5 separate regions of the Mus musculus genome follow, and regions 1, 2, 3 and 4 are each linked to region 5. Evidence: chromatin contacts called from public ChIA-PET, Hi-C, HiChIP or PLAC-seq and Micro-C data. All regions are on one chromosome and are shown on one strand. Each heading gives the region's core, a stretch centred on a gene start, on an enhancer-like site or on the middle of the called end of the contact. The rest is flanking DNA. Distances are from core to core; before and after follow the strand shown. Region 1 overlaps Patj (PATJ, crumbs cell polarity complex component). Region 2 has its middle 38 kb from the start of 0610025J13Rik. Region 3 overlaps Patj (PATJ, crumbs cell polarity complex component). Region 4 overlaps Patj (PATJ, crumbs cell polarity complex component). Region 5 overlaps Gm38709 (a long non-coding RNA gene).

Evidence for each region. Hi-C and Micro-C count contacts between places; a contact is called where the count stands out from the background. ChIA-PET counts read pairs in DNA pulled down with a chosen protein or histone mark. HiChIP or PLAC-seq counts read pairs in DNA pulled down with a chosen protein or histone mark.
Region 1: an H3K4me3 HiChIP or PLAC-seq map of embryonic limb bud shows a contact between it and region 5, with 4 times the contacts expected there. The contact joins two enhancer-like sites. A contact is called at or near these places in 2 of 115 datasets of contacts at active chromatin or transcription factors (bone marrow-derived macrophages and embryonic limb bud) and 1 of 9 other capture datasets (embryonic stem cells).
Region 2: a contact with region 5 is called in an RNA polymerase II ChIA-PET map of effector CD8 T cells, with 10 read pairs. The contact joins two enhancer-like sites. A contact is called at or near these places in 1 of 15 datasets of contacts at CTCF or cohesin (pro-B cells), 14 of 115 datasets of contacts at active chromatin or transcription factors (DN3 thymocytes, acute myeloid leukemia, bone marrow-derived macrophages and 11 more) and 1 of 9 other capture datasets (embryonic stem cells).
Region 3: a Micro-C map of brown adipocytes shows a contact between it and region 5, with 2.8 times the contacts expected there. The contact joins two enhancer-like sites. A contact is called at or near these places in 3 of 484 Hi-C or Micro-C datasets (the HL-1 cell line, brown adipocytes and cerebral cortex) and 6 of 115 datasets of contacts at active chromatin or transcription factors (bone marrow-derived macrophages, cardiomyocytes, heart atrium and 2 more).
Region 4: a contact with region 5 is called in a Hi-C map of uterus, with 4 times the contacts expected there. The contact joins two enhancer-like sites. A contact is called at or near these places in 2 of 484 Hi-C or Micro-C datasets (myocytes and uterus), 2 of 115 datasets of contacts at active chromatin or transcription factors (embryonic forebrain and embryonic limb bud) and 1 of 9 other capture datasets (embryonic stem cells).

What each region holds. Positions count from the first base shown.
Region 1 is chr4:98,651,880-98,656,979 of GRCm38.p6, forward strand. Patj (PATJ, crumbs cell polarity complex component) reads left to right here. Exons shown (of 44, transcript NM_172696.2): 34 at 525-679. Among named protein-coding and RNA genes, the nearest start is that of Gm35137, 45 kb to the right of the region's middle. Within about 2 kb of position 2,737, at least 22 of the 459 cell types and tissues checked have an H3K27ac peak or open chromatin away from gene starts, as enhancers often do. A contact at or near this core is called in embryonic limb bud, where this site is marked.
Region 2 is chr4:98,280,805-98,285,268 of GRCm38.p6, forward strand. No RefSeq gene overlaps it. Among named protein-coding and RNA genes, the nearest start is that of 0610025J13Rik, 38 kb to the right of the region's middle. Within about 2 kb of position 1,692, at least 22 of the 459 cell types and tissues checked have an H3K27ac peak or open chromatin away from gene starts, as enhancers often do. A contact at or near this core is called in effector CD8 T cells, where this site is marked.
Region 3 is chr4:98,507,379-98,511,795 of GRCm38.p6, forward strand. The region is part of intron 21 of Patj (PATJ, crumbs cell polarity complex component); the gene reads left to right. Among named protein-coding and RNA genes, the nearest start is that of Gm40210, 70 kb to the right of the region's middle. Within about 2 kb of position 1,328, at least 38 of the 459 cell types and tissues checked have an H3K27ac peak or open chromatin away from gene starts, as enhancers often do. A contact at or near this core is called in brown adipocytes, where this site is marked.
Region 4 is chr4:98,562,497-98,567,257 of GRCm38.p6, forward strand. All of the region lies in intron 27 of Patj (PATJ, crumbs cell polarity complex component), which reads left to right. Among named protein-coding and RNA genes, the nearest start is that of Gm40210, 15 kb to the right of the region's middle. Within about 2 kb of position 2,480, at least 51 of the 459 cell types and tissues checked have an H3K27ac peak or open chromatin away from gene starts, as enhancers often do. A contact at or near this core is called in uterus, where this site is marked.
Region 5 is chr4:97,747,846-97,752,859 of GRCm38.p6, forward strand. Gm38709 (a long non-coding RNA gene) reads right to left here. Exons shown (of 5, transcript XR_003955232.1): 5 at 2,802-5,014. It also overlaps a transcript of Nfia not described here. Among named protein-coding and RNA genes, the nearest start is that of Gm38709, 27 kb to the right of the region's middle. Within about 2 kb of position 3,401, at least 334 of the 459 cell types and tissues checked have an H3K27ac peak or open chromatin away from gene starts, as enhancers often do. A contact at or near this core is called in brown adipocytes, effector CD8 T cells, embryonic limb bud and 1 more, where this site is marked.

The DNA of each region.
Region 1 (5,100 bases), core at 1,487-3,986, 900 kb after region 5:
AGATCACACTGGCCAGACTTGAGCATATATATGAGACCTCAAAACCCCAGCTCCACCGTGACACACTTCCTCTAACAAGGTCATACCTCCTGAAAGTGCCACTTCCTATGGGCCAAGCATAGTCAGACCACCACAGACCCCATGGGGCAAACCTAAATTCAGAGTCTCGTGTGGAGATGGCCTCTCTACTCAGTGCATGATCTGCTTTTGTGCTCCTAAGTAGTCGTCATCTCTAATTTTTCCATGCTGATTTTCATGGTATATTTTGAGGTGTTTTTTTTTTTAATTGAATATACCTAAAATTGATACGGTGACAGATTCGAGGAATTAATGGTTTCATCTCAGAAAGTGTCATTGCAGTGTCATGGTTCATCCAGTGGGAGAGGAGAGCCATGGTCCAGCATTTCCCTTCATAGAGCCTCATGTGAAGGGAGAGAGGTGACAGCCACACAACCCCATCTTCCAGGCAGTAAACGATGAGCGCATCTCCTGCTTGCTAATCATTTCGTTTCGTCACTTTCCAGGTAACTTCCAGGCTCCTCTCCCAGTGGACCCTGCTCCACTCTCGGTGGACCCTGCAACATGTCCCATCGTCCCTGGCCAGGAAATGATCATAGAAATATCCAAGGGACGCTCCGGGCTCGGGCTCAGCATTGTTGGAGGAAAAGACACACCTTTGGTAAGTATGTAGAAGTGAATTACTGTCACAGGCTCATTATGACCCAGGATACTTGAAGCCTGTCAAAACAAAATAGAAATACTTGTTCCCTAAAACATAAGGAAACTCGGAAGCTGCAGGTACTACAGTAACCTGGGCCCCCGCTCCTGGTCTGCAGACCTTGCCTCTCTACCTGTAGAGCATGCTGGCTGGCCGATGACTCTCAGTGAACTCTCCAGCCCAGAAGTGAATATGCTTTGAGCCTAATGTTATTGACTAAAGGATTCTAACACCTTATGCCTGATCACAACACAGTGATTGTGGACATTAACTTTTCCTCTGCTCCTACAGTCAGAAATTACTGCATGTAGCATCCTATGAAAGTGCAATGTCACTTGGATGGAACTGGGGATGCTGAAGTTGCCCAGGCCCACAGCTAGTTGAGCTGCCAGGGCCTTTGCTTCCCTAAGACTCTAAGCTCCTTATCTTATCTAGCCTGGGCTACTGTGTTCGTCTGCCCTTTGTCATTATGGGAGGAGAGAGCTTTCCATATGGATTTCCTTTTGGATGATATGTATGACTCCGCTATATCACTGAACAGTGTAATGGTCAAATACCATAGAAATCTTGACTCACTGGGTTGTAGTAAAAGTGAAGAATTTTATAAACACTAGGAAATGGTTTCTTCTTGCCATACTAAGGCCATTGGAGTAGTATTAAGAAACTATTCCCTAACATTGGTACTAGCTCCCTCTTAAAAGCCTGTTTTCCCCATTTTCCCAAAAAGAGGTCTTAAATACTGTAAGATTTAAATTTGTATAAATAAAGCTATTTAAGCAAAACAGGGAAATTAAATTTTAGAGCAGTTCTATATAGAATGCTTTCATGATTAAAAAAAAAAAATTAACCCTCTGGAGGCTGGAGAGATGGCTCAGTGGTTAAGAGCATGGGCTGCTATCCCAGAGGACGCAGGTTCAATTCCGAGTATCAACAGGGTGGCTTAAAGCTGTCTATAATTCCAATTCCATGGGGTCCAATACCTGGGCACTGTGCACACATGGTGCACATACATACATACATACATACATACATACATACATACATATAAGATAAAATATTTAGCCATCTGATTTCTTTGTTGTAAATAAGTCTCTTTTTATGACTTAGCCTAAGACAGATCTAGACTTCCTGGAAGACTCAAAGGAATGCAGTCAGCTGAAAGTCACGACTCTTCAGCCTGCTTCCTCACTTCTGTTGGCATAAATACAGTTCCCCTCTGTGTGGAACCCCGCCCCCCGGGATTCCTGACCCCACTGTGTACTGCCCTCTACCACTGGCCTGTGCTCTGGTCTCTGTCTGAGGGCGCTCACCCAGCCTCCTCTTCCAGCAGCCGGGGCCTTATTGATTATCTTGCTCTGCGAAGAAAGGCGAAGATAAAAGTTCTTAAAGATCATCATGAGGTTCCTAATATATGGTTCTGCCATTTGAGACTATAAATCCCAGTGTCTTTGAAAGATAAGCACCACTTAAAATGAGAGATGGGACACAGCTTTTATTTCCTAACCTCACGTACCTCATTGACAGCCTTAAGTTAGAGTTACAGAAAAAATATAGGTGTGTAGTTTTTGTGCAGCCAAAAAGTGGGCCGATGTGAAAAGTGCTTAAACACATTGTTCCTGTGAAGATCTTTTTCCCCTTTTTAATGCCCCCCCCCCAATTTTCAAATGAAGCATGAAAACTAACACATGGGTCCCATTATCCAGCCAGCAGGAAGTTTGCAAACAAAGATGGTAATTTGTAAAAAGAAGTTGCAGGAAATGATGAGCCAGGTATGAGCAGAACCTCTCCTGGTTAGACTCACTTCAGCCTTGGTGCAGGGAAGGGCACTGACTTCCACCCCTCCCTTACACACCCCTCCCTTACACACCCCTCCCTTACACACCCCTCCCACACACAGCCCTCCCAATAAGAATCTGTGTCTTTTTTGTTATGTAGCCAACAATCTTGGCCATCTGTAGAGTTAGTCTCTTGACACCTCATCAGTCCTCTCTGCCAGGACAGATGGCTTCTGAGATCACAGAGGGAGATCGCATGTCCTGTCTGTGTGCTTGCAGCCAGTCACCTGCACCCGCCTTTGAAAGCCCCAAGCTAATGACAAGGGTGAGGCCCTCAGAAGGTTTACAAGCACACCTGGCCCTGTCCTAGGAGACAGCCTTCTGCCCCTGTTGTTCTCATCTGTGATGCCACTGCCAGGCTGGCCTCTGAGGAGCACAGGCTGCTGTGATAACTTACATATGTTTGCTCAGTTCCTCTTGCTTTGACCTAGGTTGTGAAGCTGAGTGATGTTACCCTGCTCTGGAAGAGAGATTTGCTAGCTAGTTCTGCTATATTTTAATGTTTGTGGTTTACAGTGGGAGATAACCCAATGAAAAATCAAAATACTTCAGATCTCTAAAGGGTAGAAAAAAAGGAACACTGGAGAAAGCATTTTCTGAATTTATTATAGACTAATTGTTACATGATATAAGGAAGACAGATAAGGCAGATTATGCTGCGAAGGTGAGGTATTCATTCATGTTTAATTTCCTGTCATTCAGAGGCATACAATTTCATCTTTTTTCCTGTCTTCCCTTGCTCTTGCTGGCCTTGCTGAAGTATTCCTTTGCCCCGTAAACTACTACACAGCTTCTGGAAGTCATGCAATCTGCAAGTACAAGACCTCAGCCCCTGCCAGTCCCTCCCAGCCCTGTTAACCCTTCTTAAAATGTCTGACTCCTCATTGGGAGTTTTACACCCACATTCTTGAAGAAGCAAAATATAGCACTCGAGACCATTGGTCCTGTGCTGGTTTGTGCCTCTGCAGCCTCCTAGACCACTAACTTGAAGGATCTATTTAGCTCCTGACACAGATCTTCATGTAATAACCGTGCCTTCTAGGAAGAGCATTGTCTGCCCATGAGAATACCTCAGTTGAAACTCCTTTTATTTTTAAGTTGTATTTGTAACTAGCTCATAGATTAATGGGAGTCCCTAAGACTTTGTCATGCATTCCTAACTATGGTTAATTTGCTTCCTACCCTCTCACCCCCCACCCCTCTGCCATCCCTGTCCCATTTCCTCTTGAACTTGTAACTCTTCACTGAGGCCTCATCTCCCCTCCTTCCTCATGAACCTTTTCTGGCTTCCTGCCTTCTATAGACACAAGTTAAACACACAACTCTCAAGTTTGAAGCTAGGCTCTTCATATGAGGAGATCATGAACTGTTTTCTTTTGGGGCCTGGGTTGTCTCATTTTGTATAACATTTCCCGGTTCCTGCCATTTTCCCACTTTAAAATATATATATATATTTTTTTCTTGATTTTGAAAGACCTTAGATTGTCAGTATTAAATAGTTTCTGAGTTTTAATTTTTTTCCCACTGCCTGATTTAATATCTATTTATATGTCAGGGGTTGAATCCAAGGATTCACATACCTAAGCACATATGTCACCACTAGGCTACAACATGCACAGATAGTGTAATTTATTATTAGACATAAATTTTACAGAATAATACCAATTTAATCCATCTTATTACACAGTTGTGTAAGGTCTGCATTATACTTTACTAATGTATAATTACTAAGGTAGATGCATACTATACATCAAGATAGAGGGCCCATGGCTTTAGCACATTATGTAGCAAAGTTTACCTACTAAGAAGATAAAAGGGAGGGCTGGAGAGATGGCTCAGTGGTTAAGAGCACCGACAGCTCTTCCAGAGGTTTTGAGTTCAAATCCCAGCAACCACATGGTGGCTCACCACCATCTGTAACAAGATCTGATGCCCTCTTCGGCAGTGTCTGAAGACAGCTACAGTGTACTTACATAGAATGAATGAATGAATGAATGAATGAATGAATGAATGAATGAATGAATCTTTAAAAAAAAAAAAAAGAAGTTAAAATGGAGAAGATCTTTTGCCACAGCCATATCTATCCTGAAGGACCCTCACTGAATCCCATTATATTATATTCACTCACTTATGACCGCTTCTGACAGTTTGGAAGTAGGACTGTCGTAATTTCAACTCCTGGATTTTTTAGAGCAGGCAGGGAAGAAAGCTCCTTTGCATTGGTTATCTGCTGTTCCCCTTCGTGTGAACCTTGCAGAGTCTGTCTCACAAGGAGCTTGGCGTGCTTTGGCACGTAATCCCCAAAGCCCAGCTCCTTTCTGGCATTATTGCTTAAGTCATATGTTTTTATACAAAACATCTTTTTAACCTCCATTTTGCTTTAAAATCAAGCAGAGTTTACAAAGCCTCTATGAATCGCACTGGAAGAATGTTAACAAATAGCCCTCTGGACTTGGTCATTCAGGCTGTAAGAGTGTGACAGCAAGCAATAATGTTGTGCAGGCTGAGTACAATTTCAGTAAGTAAGGAACAAATGGAACTGTGGGG
Region 2 (4,464 bases), core at 442-2,941, 530 kb after region 5:
AGTTCTGCATCCATAGCAAACATCACTTGTCTTGCAGACTTAGCCTGCACCTCCTGTTGCTGTCCTGGCACCTCCAATATTCTGGTGTCTCCTTTATAACTGAGGCTGCACCTTCAGTCAATGGCCTCTCTTCCAACCCTGCTACACAGTGCCACATCTTCTTACCTGCTCTCCATGACTACTCCATTCCTTTAAAACCAGTGTCCTAAGGGAGACTCTTAAACGTTGCTAAGTTCAGCTTACAGCTCGATAGACAGCACTGGTGTCCCTGGACCACAGCTTCTGCTAGATGACCCTGGAGGAATGTTTCTGAGAAGATTTTGCCACAATGACCTCTTGATAGTCACAGCTGACTTTTGATCCCCAGCTAGCCAATATATATCATCCCAGTAAAGCAAAGGTTTGAAGTCCATAGATTCTTTTTTTAATTAGATATTTTCTTCACTTACATTTCAAATGCTATCCCCAAAGTCTCCTATACTCTCCTCCTGCCCTGCTCCCCAACCCACCCACTCCCGCTTCCTGGCCCTGGCATTTCCCTGTACTGGGATATATGATCTTCCCAAGACCAAGAGCCTCTCCTCCCACTGATGGCCGACTAAGCCATCCTCTGCTACATATGCAGCTAGAGACACGCGCTCTGGGGGTACTGGTTAGTTCATATTGTTGTTCCTCCTATAGGGTTGCAGATGCCTTTCGCTCCTTGGGAACTTTCTCCAGCTTCTTCATTAGGGGCCCTGTGATCCATCCAATAGATGACTGTGACCATTCACTTCTGTGTTTGCCAGACACTGAATCACACACACAGGTCTGACAGAGTTTTACCTTGCTTTGAAATTTCACAAGTCTGCCCCCGTTGTTTGCATTTCTCCCAACCTTCACATCTAAGCATCCACAGAAGAGCTTACTAAGCTCTCAATGAGTGCTCAATGGCTTTCCAAGGTCAAAATTCTAAATCCTTCCACGGTCCTCCACAAAACACCATAGTCATTTCTGTCACAGCAATATCCCACTCTCTGATACCAACTCTGTTCTAATTTGTTTCTCTATTGCTGTAATAAAATATTGATCAAAAGCAGCTTGTGGAGGAAAGGGTTTATTTCATCTTAGAGCCTACCGCTGAGGGAAGCCAGGGCTGTAACTCAACCTGGAGTCAGGCACTGAAACCAAGATGATGGCAGAACACTGCTTACAGGCTTGCTCCCCCTGTCTTGCTCAGCTTGTTTTCTTGTACAACCCAAGACCACTGGCCCAGGGTCAACAATGCTCATAATAAGCTGAGCCCTCCTATATAATTAGCAGAGGCTCCCTGTTCACAAGTGACTTTAGGTTTGTGTCAAGTTGAAGCTACCTGTGACACCTGCTAACAAAACAGGTTATCAACACTCTGGATAGCACCCCTTCCCATTTCCTTAGAGAGCCTATGGGTTAAAAACTACATCAGCCAGGCTTTTAGACTGCTAGCATTTTATATGCAAATTAGATTCTGTGGATTGATGCATTTGAAAAAGTTTTGAATATAAAACAGGTTGCTGTCTTTTTGTTATTCTGCTAACAAGCAAGCTCACAAAAACATAAGTATTACAAGCGACTTTGGGGCATTGATGACCAGACTCTGTGCATGGTTAACACTTCTGTGGTGTCAAGAAACTTTCAGTTGGTGACAGAGGAAGTGGCTTCGTTACCCAGCTACCTTATCTCTAAATAGAATCTATGATGATGAGCATTAAATTTAATAGTTCCATTTGTGGCTTCCTGATTCATGTTAATCTAACATTTTCAAATATTTTTAAGGCACTTCATTTCCTGTATATAATCCTTTCATGCTTAAAATATCCAGAGTGTTTTCTCTCTTATACTGTGCTATGACTAATATAGATTTCAGAAGTAGAAGTAATTATAGACAACAGACTCCCAACAATAGGAACTTGACTGACAGTAGTTACATGACTTTGTTGGCTTGAAGGTGATATAGAGGTATTCTTTCTTAGGTATTGACATGGCCATTGCCACCATGAAACAGAGTTGCTATGGTGACCTACAGAATACCTTAGTCTATAGTCACAGCTAGGTTATAGTAATAATAATGAGAGTCCAAGTCTTCACATGAGAGACCAATCACTGCTTCCTCCTTCTCCAGCTTCACTAGGTGTTGGGAGTTGATTGAAGGTATAGTAAGTACAACATTGACGAAGGATTAGGATTCACCAGCGGCTCTACTAACAGTGTCTATGGCAAAGATCCTGGTGTCTTATCTGCTTTGAGTTACCCAACTCTTGTAAGTAATCCTAATAAACTCATTGATTCACCAAATGTACTCAGATGGCAGTCCTTTCTTTAATCTGTTGACACCCTCTCTGTTTGGTGTAAGCAAGCATTTCTTTACATCTCCCTGGGAAGAGTCACATGGCTGAAGACAAGTATAATTCAATTCTTCCTGAAGAACAACAACAACAAAAAAATCAGTTCAGGGCATGGTCACAAAAATAGCTAGCTAAATCACGACATTTTTTTTAGTGGTACTACAATGTACCACCATAATGTTCCAATGTGCCATTTAATTGTGTGTTTCAAAGAGGCAATAGCTTGGTGGATCAGGGTAGTAGGAATAGGGTAAACAGAGACTAAGGGGCTGTAGGACATTTCTGAAGCAATGAAGAGCTCAGGAAAGGAAATTATAAACTAAGGTTTTTAAATTTTCTTTAAGATGTGTCTAACCTGTAGCCTCTGAGGGAACAGTTATACTCAACAAAATAATAAACTTACTTAAAATACTTGGATGCTTTTTGTTTGTTTATTCCCTTGCTTTTTGTTTGTAACTAGATTGCATGATTCTTGAGTGTGAACTTGGTAACCTCGAGTCACAATGTCAAAAGGTTAGACATGCCTGCAGGCTAGGCAAAATTAGAAACTTAGACAGTTCTTTAATTGCCCTCAGACAAACTCCAAAATCTCTTAAGCCAATAGAATGATTCCAAAAGTTAGATACCAAGACTGAGTTTTGAATTCAAATTCAATTGAGTTTATATTCTTACTTAGTCATCTATGTTTGAGTAAGACCTCACTCTGAAAAGGATGAAACCTGAAATCTAAAATGAGCATATTTTGGTAAATACAGGGACATATAAATCCCCACAGTGCTCAGCATCCCTAGGCTTCTCTCACTGCCAAAGCAGTCCTTCCTCCCATCCAATAAGCTAATTCTGCCTGTGTGTGGACTCTTCCATGACCATCCTCCTAGAGATGCTAAGAATCCTTCACATTCTGCCCTTTGACTTCAGCACCAGCCCTGACACACTAATGCAAGTGCCCTCTGGCCCCTCTTCCAGTTCCAGGCTTTCATCCAGCAGCCACCACATGTGTGAGTGGGAACTGTGTTTACAATGGGCTTTAATCAATGTATTGTATCTTGACCTATGAGTCACATCAATCATATCTCAAAGAGAAAAGAGTCTTCATTTAAATACTTGCAACTCCTGGTTATTTACACATACAGAAACTGGAAATATGTGTCATAATAGATTTATATTGAAGGAAGGATAATGAAAGAAAGAGGAATCATGAACATAAATATATTTGCTAGAGATTTTTAATTCGACAATCTAATTCAAGAGCCATGTGTCTTAGTTGATCAGCTGAAATGTAGCTTCAAAAGAAGCTCACTCCAAGTGAAATGAAACATGTAAAATTTAAAAGTTCAAAGACTTGGTGGTGGTGCATGCCTTTAATCCCAGCACTTGAGAGACAGAGGCAGGTGGATCTCTGAGTTTGAGGCCAGCCTGGTCTACAGAGTGAGTCCAGGCCAGCCAGGGATACACAGAGAAACCCTGTCTCAAACAAAATTCAAAGACTTAAAGGGCTAGTATTATTAAAACAGAAGTATTCTACATAATTTGATTACCATGGAACATGCCAAATGATTCTAAGAACGTTCCCTCCACTAAGACACAGAAAAGTGTGTCTATGGTTTAACCATAGCTAATGAGTATTCTTTGTTGTTAGAATGTACAAGGTTATACTGACCATTACACCATCATAATGACGGATTTTGCCATCACAAAAATGCCTTGTGCCTGCCATGACCACAATAGTGCTTTTTGACAACACAATGAACCAATGTGCCATCATGATGCTCAATTGTGATAAAACAATGCGTGACATCACAGACCTTCACTGTACCATTACAGTACTAATCTCTGTTATCACAATTGTCTTTTGTGTTATCACAGTCCCCCATTGTATCATCATAAAGCCACACTGTGGCATAATAATGATGCAGTGCAACATTATAAAGGCTCATTGTGCCGTCATAAAGCTACATTATGCCATCACAATGTAACATTGTCGTCATCATATTGATCCATGGTACCACCATAGTGCAAACTATGTTAACACACTGTTCTTTTGTAACATCATAATGATTCATTGTGACATCATAACAATCCAGTGCATCATTACACTGCT
Region 3 (4,417 bases), core at 78-2,577, 760 kb after region 5:
TCGGGTGCATTCACCTCCATTAACGCCCTTGTTCCTTCTCACTCCGTTGACCCTCTTCCTCTTTCTACTTTCATGTCATCTTTTCACCAGTGACTGAGTGACATTCATTGGGATTTCTTATAGAAGCACGGGTGGGGCATTCTTTATGGGTGCATAAACAACTTGTTTGTGACTACATTACTGAAGAAAATAGCATTCCCTCTCCCAGAAACCATGTATAGATTCTCAGAGAAGAGTTGGGGGACACCATTCAACTTTACAAGGCAGGAGGTAGTTTTTATTAAACATATCATTTGGGGACTGCTGTTAAAGTCATGTGTTGTGAACTTGTCTTCAGTCAGAAACCATTTATAAGCACACATCAGGAAATGCTGTGACAGACATGCCTAGATTTGTTGGTTGCTCATCGTGCCAAGCTAAGAAGATACTGATGTGGGCTGGTAGATATCTCAGCAGCATGTGTGCTGAGTTGATAAAATTCTGATTTTCATTTTCCTCTTGAGAGCTTTGCTTAGCAAACAAGAGACCCTATGTGAACACTGACTGGGCTCCTTTCTACTAAGCTTCTCCAAGCCTCTCTTTCCTCAGTTGGAAAGTCAAAGACTAGATCTGAGAGTTTGGGAATCCCTTTCAAATCTGCAGCTCACAAGAACACCCCATGAGCAACAACCCATCTTATGTTTATAGAACAATTAATTTTAAAATCATTTATTGGTAGCCTGCGTGTAACAGGCGGTTAATCTAAAATAATGATGTCGGAAGTGACAAAGTAGCAGGAAAGCACACAGTGGTTTCATCACCAACAGAAACAACAGCAAAAAAAAAAAAAAAAAAAAAAACCCACACGAGCAAAATGTTGTTTCTTTAAATACTCAATTTCACAGAGTGTGAGAACAAACTTGTAAATGAACATCCCAAGATTCCAGGAAGAGGGCTGGAGAGATGGCTCAGTGGTTAAGAGCACTGACTGCTCTTCCAGAGGTCCCGAGTTCAATTCCCAGCAACCACATGGTGGCTCACAACCATCTGTAATGGGATCTAACACCCTCTTCTGAAGCTACAGTGTAATCATACACATAAAATAAGAATAAATAGATAAAGATTCCAGGAAGAAACAACCCCGTTTCTATCTTACTGCTCACTCTGGATGGGTTTCTGTTGGTGTACCCATTTTCAGTCCAGCCCTCACTGTACACTAAGGCTACGTTAGCCTTGTCACTAATGGGCTCAGTAGTATGTGTCAGGTGGGAAGGCCACAGCCTGCTTGGGTGTGCCTGCTCAGCACAGCAGCAAACTTGGTTTTGTTTTGTTTCTGTTTGCTGTGTTATGCAACCACCGTCCTCTCTGACCGAGTTCTTGCTTTTTCTCCAGGCTGTTCCCTTACACCTCACTATGTATAAAGGTTTGAAAAATTTCCCCATTCCTCTTCTGTAAGCATTAACTTCCATTTATCCAGGGGCCTTTTTATTATTATTTTTTTAAACCTCCCTGTTTTCGTAACCCCTGTGCCCATTACAGCCATTGCTTAACGACTTCGTGGGCCTCCAGGACATGATTTGTTTTATGGGCTGTTGGGTGCTGTGAGCCCAGGGTGAACAGCTCTATAAAGTATGTGCCAAACACTGTGAGGGGAAAGAAATGGGTATTTGTGTGCTGGCAACAGGCCCGAGAGGAGGCAGTGGGCAGCAGGCCTGGGCAACAGGCAGGAGAAGGTGTAATGACCTTCGTGAACTTGCACGGCACAGCACAGCAGTGGACTGTGGGAAGTTGCTTGGCAAGTGGATCCTTTGTTGTGCTTACAGCCGCTGCTTGGGTCCTGCTCCCCTCTGCCTTCCCATGCATTTAGTGGAGGTGCACAGGCAACCCCTGGAGCTGTCTGGCCTGCTTTGACTAGCACCTAGGGATGGGGGCCCAGCAGTTGGCAGTGAAAGTGACTGGAGATGGGAAAGGCAGCTGAGCATGATAATTCTATTCACCGTGTCTCTGCCACATTGCCACTTGATTGGACCTGTTTCTGTGGTTTCTGGTCAAGACCAGAAGCAAAAGGAGTGGTCATTTAGTAGGCATTTAGTTGATCACAGTGAAGCATGGGTGGCAGTCACAGGAAAAGATGGAGCAGATTGCTTGTGGCTGACTGGTCAGTTCCAATTTTCTGGAGAGTCAAGTCTCTAAAACAAGATAAAGACACAGACTTGAGGAAGGCCTTTGGTGTAAAATCCCTCATGTTCTTAAAAACACGAGGGCAGACTAGCTGAGTGTTTATATCGAGTCTCTGAATATAATACACTGTAGTGATGAATCAGATGGTGTTACTGTAGGTACAGGCCTCTAGAAAGGGTCACAGCCTCCTCGGTGTGCCTTACTTATTCTTTTATCAAGCAGACAGAAAGAGGACACGGGCAGCATGTTTTATACATGTCTTTTGGACCATCTTACGCATTCTAGGAAACTGGAGGAGGGGAAGGAGGGGGCCAGAGTTCCCTGTGTTGGGTTAGAGAGCAGGTATCCAAAGCAGTCCTGAGAGTCTGGAATCGAGAGGTCTTCATTAGATAAAAGCATCAGGAGGCTGAGGCACAGGTGAAGCGAGAGAGAACTTAGACCGCATGCCTGAGGTGGGCCCAAGCATGGAGAAGAGTGGGAAACTGTTTGGACCCTAGTCCTGTTGGCTGAGGTCAGGATGGGAGAGGGAGGGTACTGATGTTTCTTTGAAGAGCTCTGCAGCACAGTAAGGGTACTGGGGCAGGGCAAACAGGCAGCCAGGCAGGGCAGACTGGGCCAGAGGGCAGGCAGGGAACGGGGCGGGGCAGTCCAGGGAGCAGGCCAGGAGCAGGCCACGGGGAGTCCCAGTTGCAGAGTGTTGCTTTTTTCACTTGTATTTTGGTTTCTGGCTCACCCACCTCTGGCTCCAATCCTTCCTCTTCAGGTGCCTGAGTGGAGGTGCTTTTATTTTTGGTGGCAAGTCAGAATATTTATTGAGTTCTGTCTTTCCCCTCCTCATGCTGTCTCCAGTGCCTTAGCATACATGATGCAGCTGGGAGTAGTTCCTGGCTACTTGTCTGAAGTCACTGTATCTTATCCGTCCCCTAATTGCTTCATTTTTTTTTCTCTAGAAGTTAGGGCTTCTGAGTATCAGTCCCCGTGTCCATTCTGTCTCTCACCGTTGGAACGGTAGCTCTGGGCAGTGAGAACTGTTTTAGGGTTTGTGAACTTTCTGGCAAGTAGTGGATGTGCCAGTTACATTTGTTGAGTGAATAATTAAAAGCCACAAGTGCTCTCAACCACCTATAACCCCTTACATTTTGTATGATGGTAAATAAAATACATTGTCTTTTTAAAAATTACAACCTCTGGTTAACTTCTGAAAAAAATTAAAAAAAAACAAAAACAAAAAACAAACAAGTATCCAAATCAAATACCTTTAACAAATTCTTTTTGACATTTTTGTGTGCACTTGTTCATGAAAAGTCAGAGGTGGCGCTGTCCCGTTGTCATGTCACGCAGGTTCCAGAGTTTGAACTCCAGTTGCCAGACTTGGTTGCAAGCAGCTTCCCCTGAGCCACGGTCCCTCAAATAACAATGTTGATGAAATTCTGTACCATATTTCATATCGCTTGGGTAAATGCTGCATTGCATATTGTTAGGCAGCTCTCTAAAGGAGCCTTCCACCTCCTCACCTACAAGTGAGCTTTCAGCCTATACTTTATAAGTTGTAGCATTTCACATTTTCTTCAAGAATACAAATTTCAAAGAAGAATGTCTGTGGGATGGGGAGGGGGCGGTGCTGTTTCACTTTATAGCTCATGGGTCCGGGAGGCTGGCCCTACTGGCTCTTGCCACAGCAAATCAGGCTCCTCCCTGGATAGCAAAGCTCTCCTGTGCTTGACCTGTAGTTTTCCCATCTCCTGCTGACTGCATAGAACTGTTCATAGTCAGCTCTTCAACCATGCTTTTCTGCCTGTAATTACTCTGCTTTCTGGAAAATAGCCCAGGTCACCTCAGACTATGGAGCTGAGGGTTACCAAGAACTTCTGATCTTCTTGCCCCTCCTTCCTGAGTGGTGGGATTGGTATGCACCCCACAGCTGGTTCATGTGGTGCTAGGGATCAGAGCCAGGGCTTCAGGCGCCCCAGGCAGCCCTTCTACTAACCAGGCTGCATCCCAACCCTGTCTGGAATCTACCTCTGGCTGGAGTCCAAAGCCGTTGCTCTCCCCTTAACCAGTGTGCCTCAAGGTTATTACATGAGCCTTTACAAATAGAAACCAAAATTAAGGATAAGAGGCTGGGCCTGGGGAGATGGCTTGGTGGGTAAAGTGCTTGCCGCACAAGTGTGAGGGTCAGGATTCTGCCCCTGAGAACCCATGTGAATGCCAGGAGAGTGTGACAGATAACCACCTCGAATCCCAGTGCTCGGGAGGC
Region 4 (4,761 bases), core at 1,230-3,729, 810 kb after region 5:
AACTGAACTCAGTTGCCAAACTTGGAAACAAGCATTTTTTGCCTTCTAACCCATTTCTCTGGTCCCAGTCACAATATTTATTGATCTAAAATTTCACATGACACTGGATCCTTTAGAAATGAAGATCCAAAATATCAGAAAACTGTCTTTAAAGACAGGCAAACAGAAAGATGATTGGAGAAGATGGTCTGATGGTGCCACACTAGGTGGAATTCTACATGCCCTGTCCTCTGGTTCTTGCCTCCCTAGTTCTTTCCCTCACGTAATAGAGAGAGGGAGTAAGTCAGAGAGGAACCATCCTTGGCTTCAATCAAGAAAGAGGAGTTCTGGGTCCAGTGACCTGCCTGAGGGGCTGAGTAGCAGGACTCTCTTCTGCAGTTTTATCAGCAGCTCCTAGTGCACTTCTCTTGGGCCAACTGCTGTGTTTGGGGTGTTGCGTGCTGAGCGCTGGCAGTGACTACACTGACCAGTCCCCAGGTGGACAGGCTGGGTGAGCGCTGCTGCAGCTCCTTAAAGAGGACGTAAGGGTCCTGAGCTTAAGGCCTGCCTGTGTCACACAGCAGGACCTATCTCAAAGAGAAAGCTAGAATGAATAAGAAAAGTGTGGAGGGAGCTTCGGAACTGCCACTGATCCCCCATCATCTAAGGGCAAGCAGAACAGACTGGACCCCATGGGTGCAGGAGACCCAACCGAGCTCTGGCTGAATTGTCTCAGCTGCCTGTCAATCATACCATCCGTGTGGGAAGGACTCAGGGGCAGAGCGAGTGGTGAGGTCGCCTTCATGTGAGGAGCTATTGTGAGGAGGTAGGATTTCTAAACATAGCACCTCAGACTGAGGGACAGACCTAAAGTCTCTCTTAAAAACAGCATTAGGGGAATGTAAGATGAGCTAGTAGAGAGCAATTTATTTTAAGTTTTGGATATGCCAACTTCATGGCCTTTTATAAGGCCTTTCCTCTAAAGTCTTCTTTCTCTGTAAAACAGAATTCAGTTACACGGTTTGTTTCATCTTTCCCAGGGATGGGGAAAATACAGAAATTAGTATATCAAAGAAGTAGAATCGTCTTCTTTTATCCTCTTCAAGCTGTGAATCTAAAAATAAGTTGTAGGATAACAAATGCAGGGGCTGAAATGTTAGTCGAGTGTCCTGAGCTGGCATTTGGCCATGCTGCTGTTGCTAAGTATAAGCTTTATTCTGGAGAGATGCCAGGGCCTAGGACGTGCGAAGCACACTCTGCCACTGAACTTCACCCCCACCACCACCACCACATCCCTAACAGTAATACATTTTGAATATAAATCTAAAGATGGAATGGTGCCACTTTTAAGTGAAAGAGGCATTCTTTGGAACAACACTGTGACTTTAGATCTGAAATAGGCTTTCTGTCCTTTGGGAGTGGTGTTGGGATGGTTGCAGAGCAGTTGAAGAGCCATAGGGCAGCCTGTGCGTGTGCCTTTCAGTCGGTGTAGCCTGAGCTTAGCACACCAAAGCACTGGCAGCAGTGGGCTGAATGAACAAGAACTCAATTAGAGCTGGGCGACAACCTCATCAGCTACCGGCTGCTCACCCTTGGCAAGGGACTTAAGACTTGAGCCTTCTTTCTAAAGTCTGGAACACGGAGATGATAGATCATTCTTTCCAGAGGAGAAGAAAGTGGAGTGGAAGATTCACCAGCACCTCTGCAACTTGCCAGGCGCCCCACAAACTGTCAGTAAACCCTCAAGTGATGCAAGATGCTCCACTCTGTCTATAAAAGTGAAAAGTCCAGGGCGTGACTGGATGTTACATCTGTTAGTTCGTCTGTTAGCATTAAGTAAGTTAGCACTGGAGCAAGCTTGATGCAGAGTCATTGAAGTGGCCCAGGGCTCCAGCACTGTGTACCAACTAGTCTTATCTTCAGTTGACTGCAGCTGTGGACACTATTCATCTTCCTGTTCACTCACTAAATAGGTGGTGGAGACTAGGGTGTGGCTCCAGTATTGGGTATTATCACATATGTAAGGCTCTGAGCTTGACTCCTGGGGAGGAGGCACTAAATAAATAAATAAATAAATAGTTTCCGCCCCTAGGTTTTTTTTTTCTTGAAGCTTTTATTTCTCAGAGTTATAACTAGTCATGTGTGTATATGTGACAGATTTCATGGGATGAGTTCCTTTGGTTTTACAACTTTACTGCGAAGTGGATTCCATTCATATTTGTTCATTGACTCAGTGAGTGTGTAACTGTGGCAATTGAAAACTCAGGCCGGGAAAATTAACCTTCTAGTCTCACGAAGTAAGATTAACAAATCTACATTTTAGACCCTACCTGATTAATATGAGAATCAGGTTTTGAGGTGCATTAGGTTAACAGTAGGGCTTTGGATGCGTATGTTTGAAAAACACGAGAGACTTTTGACCACTTTTGGTGATGTTTGGCTATCCTGTCTTCAAGTTTGCTGGTACACTGCCCAGGCGCTGCAGTCCTGAGAGCTTTTTCACCATCCCTAGCTGGAGCGACTTGAACGCCAGTTTTCAAGCTGCCTCTGTGCTTTGCATCCACAGGCAGCACTGGTTGAGCAGTGCTCCCTTGCGCCTCGAGCTGTGCTTGGTACCCTCGCTGGCAGTAACTAAGAGAAGCAACCTGAAAGGTAGAGGATGGTGTCGGCCTCTTCCTTGGGAATCCCAGTGGAGACTGAGTACTTTTTGGTTTTTGTTTCTTCTTAATGTCATCAGGAGAAAAGCATTACTTACTTTCAAATGGCAGTTTCCCTCATGGCAGAGGAAATTAAGAAGAAAAGAACAGCTTTGTCATCAATTCAAAATTCATTTCAGACATCATTAACTAAGCATTGAAAACAAGAGCATGGTTCTCTCTTCCTTCCCTGTGCATTATCTGGACACCTGTATTTGAGGTTATTTTAGGGAACATGTGCTCTTAAGGAGACCTTACTTTGACAGATAGGTTTGGCATGTAAAAAAGATCCACAAACTCGAGACACAGTGACTCAGCAGGCATTTAAACTTAATTCTGTTTACCACCTCAGCTCTAAGAGTCCATTCAATGTTCATTCAGAGTGCCTGGGCATCACACAGTTAGTTCTCTCCGTTGGAGACCATAGAGGTTTACCAAAGGAGAGTCTTTGTCATGACTGACTTACACAGCTAAACAGTTGAATCCACTTTGATCAATTTCATCTTGAATCTTTCAGAACGACCAGGTGAGTTTATTGTTGTTGTTGCTGCTGCTGCTGTTGTAAAATAGCATAGTAGCATGATTTTATGTTGATTCCCTCACTGTACATTTCTGTATGTTTCATAAAGAGCCAGCATATAAAGCATATGGAATTTGAATGCACATGTGGGTTCTATAAGAGAGCAGGCTGAGCAAGCCAGTAAGCAACACCCCTTCATGGCTTCTGCATCAATTGCTGCCTCCAGGTTCTAGCCCTGTTTAAGTTCCTGTCCTTGCTGTTATATGGAACTGTGAATGAAATAAGCCCTTTGTTCTCAGGTTGCTTTTGGTCATGGTGTTTCATCACAGCAATGGTAACCCTGAGACAGCACCTATGTCACATTGGGCAGCTGCATATAGCAAGACTGAGGGTTGTTTGGAGTGGCCGTGACTACCAGCACTACAACCCCTGTGTGTGTTTTCACCTCTGTGGAGGCTATTGATAGTTTTCATGCCTGGCTGGGTGTTAGTGTGTTTTCTTTTGATAACCTCATTTATTTAATGTCTCATTTGCTATTTTAATAGAGCATTTATTTGGGGGATGTAGGAGGGATAGAACCCAAGGTCTCACATAATGGGCTCCACTTCTGGTCTACAACCCCTGCCCTAAATATTCCATTTAATTTGCTATTGTGAACTTTTTGAAGCATTTTTTAGCATTTCCTCATATACCTGAGGTTTTTGAGTTTATATGTTGGAGTTAGATGTCTTTTTGTACTTTACTTGTAAAACTTTCATTTATTAATTCCAAAGAATTAGTAAGTGAAGCATCTCTCTTTGTTATATTCTTCTACCTATAGATATAACGTAAGAAAGTATCCTCTTTTATCAACTATTTTATCTTTAATCTTAAAAAATGCATACCTATCCCTCTCTATTAGCATCACTTTGAACTTTATCCTTTAGGCTCCTGCCATGGTGATTTTTAACTGTCTTCAGAATATGCTCTTAGCTTGAATCATATTAAATTGTTCCATGGTGGCCAGGAAGCAAAGAGGGTTTGCTTTCATAACAAAACCCTTTCCTCCAATTCCCTTAAGCTATGAATCCATAATGGAGTATTTCACTGATTCAGTGAGAACCATTTTGATCCAGTCAGGTCCCACACCCTTGCTCAGCCCCATTAAAAAACCAAGTCCTCATGCAGACGCTGTGGGGACATTTCAGATCTAAGCCACAAATTGGCGATTACATAACAGGTTTCCTAAGGGCACAATCTTCATTTCTTGCTGAATATCTGTCTGCCAGGGGAGGGAAAAGTGAGGATTGTGCCAGGCGTAAGTGTTGCACCCCAGTCACCCTGTCATTTGGGAGATCGGACCCGAGGGTCAGAAGTTCAGGATCATCTTCAGCCACATACTGAGTATGAAGCCAGCATGGGCTACATGACATACTGCCTCAAGCAGCGGCAAAATTGTCATACCAGCCTGGAAAGTGATGTGGCATCTGGATGGCGGTGTGTGAGGGGGCGCTCAGTAGGTAAAGTTGTGGAGGCATGAGGACCAGAGTTGGGAGCTCCAGCCCAGAATTAGGTCTGAAACTCCAG
Region 5 (5,014 bases), core at 2,151-4,650:
AGTCTCAGACAAGTCTCACAGCTGTCTGTTAAAAAAAAAAAGCCACTTTGATTTAGTAACTATTCACTTTCTCATGGCTTCCCTGACATTGACCTAAGGCCTTGTTCAACACACGTGACACAAAGAAAGTTGACAAGTTTCAGAGTGCCTTAGAGGTCCCTGATTGCTTTGCATTTTCTTTACTGAAGACCATTGGAGACAAACTCACTTACACTGACAGACATGTGTTTCCATAATGTAGAAACATGACAACAAAGTAGGTCCCGTCACCCCCAAAACAGTGCTGTCTCTTGTAAACCTGTCTTTATGTGGCTGTGCATAAAATGAGGTCACACACTGTAACTCCCAACTTTCCTAAAGTGCTTCCTCAAGTCACTTATTTATGGAGCAATACCAAAAGAAGATGAATTCATAAACATTAAAATTCTAGAATGAAGGCTGTAATTTCATGGAGGAAATGTCTGAGTTGAGACACATTCTCTTTGAGCTTTCTTGCATCATTTCATTATTAAAAAAAAAAAAATGAAGATCCGGACCCTGGAATGGGAGAGGAAGTTTCTACCCTAAAACTTGTATCTTAAAATTCCAAGAAGAAACACTCTTTTATTTCTTTGTAGTTCTGCTAAAATTTAGAATAATATGGAACACATAAAGCACATTCTAAAATTCTATCAACTGCTGTTGCTTACTTACAACAAAGCCCTCTTAATTGCCAACCAGTCACTAAATAAATAAATAAATAAATAAATAAATAAACAAACAAACAAACTGACAACCTGGCCACTTGACCTTACTGTGATAAGGTTAAAGTATTAGGTACCCAGTAGGGCTCTTCAGCTAATGGGTTTCTTTGTGCCACGTGTTTCAAAATGAAAATCTATTAGGTTATTAGAAACACTGTCACTGTGTGGAGAGTGGAGACAACTTGCCGAAGTCTGGGCTCTCAGTAATCTATTGGCAAGGAGATGGATCATAGTTGGAGCTGGCAGGAAGATCTAGGCAGGAGGGCTGTCTTTACAGACAATGCTCTAGCCAAACCTTTTTGTTGCTTAACTTAAGGAATTTGGTGTGTGTGTGTGTGTGTGTGTGTGTGTGTGTGAAAGATGTGGAAGCCAGAGGTCAATGTTAAGTGTTTTCCTCAATAACTCCCCACCATAGTTTTTGAGACAGGATCTCTTACTGAACCTGGGACTTGCCAATTTGACGGATAACCAGTAGCTCTAGGGATCTTCTCTTCCCAGTTAGTTTTTAACACGTTTAAGAAGACTGAACTCAGGTCAGACTTGTGCACCAATAATGTATAGGCCAAGCCATTCTCTCAGCTTTGAGGCCTTTTCGCAAGTTCGGTTATTCTACCAGTGTAAAGGAGGTGCTGTGGGTAGGAATGGTGGTTTGGGTTTTACGCTTTGATGGATGAGAAGGGGAACTCATGCACAATTTTCCACAATGGTAACCCCAAAATGCTGAAAGTAGTATAATTTGCTTCTCTATGTAATCCAAACCTTTCATTATGAAATGCCACTACAAAAAAAGAAAGAAAGAGAGAGAGAGAGAGAGAGAGAGAGAGAGAAAGAGAGAGAGAGGAAGAAGAAAGAAATGTCACTACTATTACATGGATACAAAGAAATGACATATTTGATATATGGGGGAAAGTGCAGTGTCGGCCTTGAGCTATATAGCTCGATGATAGAGCACTTGCCCAGCATGCATGAAGCCCCAGGGTTGAGCTAGGGGCAAACTCAATGTATATATTCTCATAATAAGGGCAACAGAGCCCAACTGCTGTGGTTTAGATGCCAGGACATCAATTGCTATATTAAACTAAACTTTTCCTTGGGCTGTTTGATGAGATTTGGCTGTGTGGGCCGTGAGGTAAGCATAGACTAATTATATTGATAGAAGTATAAGTCAGTCTGTCTCTGGCTTTTCCTACTGCCTCTGTGCCCTGCTCTTTCATCCACTGTCAAGATTTTCTAAGGAAACACTGCAATCATCACCACTTCTTGGGCTGCAAGAGCGAGCCTCTGTCACCCCTTCAGCATGGCACAACCACTAAGGAGCCAAGTCCCCTGCCTGACTTGGATTGAGAACTTTTACAAGTGTCCCAACACAGGTGCCAGTTGAAGTCACTTTCATGTTGTCAGAGGAGGGTTCTCTGCGGGCCTGCTCTGCTGATTCTTAAAATGACTCCCTTGAAAAATAGGCAGGGAAGCCAATAGCCAGCCTGGAAGCAACTTTCCCTGTGGCTTTTGCTTCAGTTCCTATCTTCAGGTTCTCACCCTGCCTTCCCTTACTGATGCACATAACCTAGAATTGTAAAATGAAACAAACCCTTGCCTCTCCAGCTCCCACAAAAGTGACTCCCTTGACCTCCCTGGCCCTCCAATCCCCTTGGGAACTCACAGTTCTTCTTTTCAGAGGTGCTATGAAAGACAAAACCTGTCCTCCTATGTAAAACACCTAATCTGATTTCGAAGAACTTAATACTACTACATATCAAAAGCAGGTTCAGAAACAGACTTGAGTCTGCTGAAGTTGTAGTTATAGCTTTCACCTCTGGATTGTATGTCTTCATCTTTACAGTGGGAATAATGTATATCATATATGGTTCTGACGTTCATGTGGTAATTAACAATTTATAAAGTAAAATGATAATTAAGTAGTCACAGCCATCCACTAATATGTCTCTTTTGTCTATGAGGAGATTAGCCAGTGCTCAAATCAGCTATTGGGGCCACTTGGCTGCCTTTCTCGCCTCTTCCTCCTAGAGACCTAATCTTTCATGGAACAGGAAACACATATGCAGTGTCTTTAAAGTTTTATTTCTCGGAAGATTTTTCCCCCTTTTAGAAATAGGTGGGAGCTCTTAACATGGGCAGTTTCTCACCTACTTTATCTCATTAATTTAGAAAAAAAAAAAACTCTCACGGTTATAGTTCTGAAGGGGAAGAAAAAGGAGAGTGAGTGACGGAGCAACTTGTCCAAGGTCACACAAATACTCTTCCTAATGAAATTGACTGCTGCTCTCCTTGGCTGAAACGTGGGGGAGATACTGGGTTCAAAATCCAGCCAAAACCATTAGAGCGCGAACAAGTCCAATCAGAGCTAGTACTGTTCTGTTTCCCAACTTCTTCACGCCCCCAACGCAAATTTTCGGTATGGTCTAGTCTGCTGTTGCCTGCCAACAGACCTGTTGGTCTGGATTGATTACAGAGATGAGATGGCTGTGCCCAAAATCCTGCCTTGCTTAGGAAAGGATCTCCAGCCTTCTCACCAACGTGCTAGTTGGAACTCGACTGTAGGTGGCGCCCTGCTTCGCTTAGGGGAACTTGAAGGATGAGGACCCGGGTCACCAGCTGCCTTCTCTTAAAGGAAAAAAGTCTTTTTCGCCCGGGACTTCTCTCCCGCTCCCCTGGTGTGGGCGGAGCGGAGCGGTTGCGGTTAAGCAGCACTTCTCAAGAAGTAGAGCCTAGTGACCGACCTCTGAGCGCTTCCTGCCCAGCGTGGCGCTCCTGAGCCGTGCTTGAACCCCAATCCTCCCGCGGCCCAGGCCGTCCTCACCCTTCTACCCCTTCCCCTAAAGTCAGTAATGAGATTAAAGGGCTGAGGACAGTGTGGTTCCTAGTGTGACCCTGTGATTGAGAGGAGGGGGAGAGTCAACTTTACAAAGCTCTAAAAGGCCAAACCTCAAAAGACTTGCAAGAGAAAGCAGCAGGGTGCACCTGCATGGCCTGTTTAGGAACAAGGACCGCCTCCTCAGGACCCGGTATCGGCGCCCTGTGCGGTCTCTTCGTGCTCTTTCTTCCCTCTGGCTCCGGCCTGACCCTGAGCTTTTTCGTTGCAAAGTTGGGTTCCCATATTCGAACCCCATCTTGCACACGTTGGGGTGTACGCGATGGAGCTGGGTGTTGGGGAGTGATCACACCACAGCTGATCTGGGAGCACTTCGGGAGGCGAAGCGGAGCAGGGAAGGAAAGAGTGGAGTCAGTCCTACAGTGGCTGAGCGCTGAGTGACCGGGTCATCGGGATGTCCCGTGGGGTGGGAGGACGCGTAGGGCGGCGTCAACCTCCGGCCTGGGTTGTTCTGCTGTGGCCACAGGCGGACTTGTCCTGTGCGCGGGTCCCCTCTTGAAGATCGACCGAAGTCCTTCCTACGGCAGCTGTGGAGGGAACTCTGGGGGAATGATTTGCTCCGACTGCACTTTGAGAAGAAGACTTTTTCTCTTAAGAGCTTCTGAAGTTGAACGGTGTGGTTAGGGGGAGTCGTGGGCGTCCTCTGCTCGTTACCAGCGGCCTGGGACAGGCCGGAGAATTGTTAAGTGGGTTAGCGAGGCTGGGAGGAGGAAAAGTGAAAGCGGAACTGGATAAGGGAGGAAAGCGTACAGCTACTGAAAAGAGTGTTGGAAAAAACACACTGCAAAAAGCTTATTCTTTTACTCAGTCTTTCTTTGATCGGAAAAAAGTAAAACATACCTGACTTGGATTTTTTCCCCCTACCAATTAGAACCTGTTACACTTTCCCAAGTCCATAAAAGAACTGCAGAGATAAATTTAAATAAACAATGGCAATGGGGTATGTACAGTTGTGACACTTGGTTGCAACACCATTTAGTGACAGCTTTTATCTTGAGAAAAATAGGGATGTAACTATTAATCTCTTGTGCTGCTGCAGGAGATGGGGTCCCTAAGAAGGGAATAAGCCAAATAGAAAGTGCAGTTATGGAAACAGAAAATTGAGATCCATTTTAACACTCTGGTCTTGGGATTCTAGCACTGCACTCTACCCTAGCATTAACTTAGCAGGAATATCACCCGGCCTAGTCTCTGTGTGATTCTTAAGACAAAACAAAGGGCACGCAGTGTTTTCCCTTTAAGGAGCTACAAACAATTGCTGCACGCAGTAACTCCAATAGAAGTGGTCTTCATACTCTCTGGGAGGCAGGAACTGGATTTGGCCTCTTTCTAAGGTGCAGGTGTGTGATTTTTTTCCCCCCAGAGCTGGTGGGTATAAGAG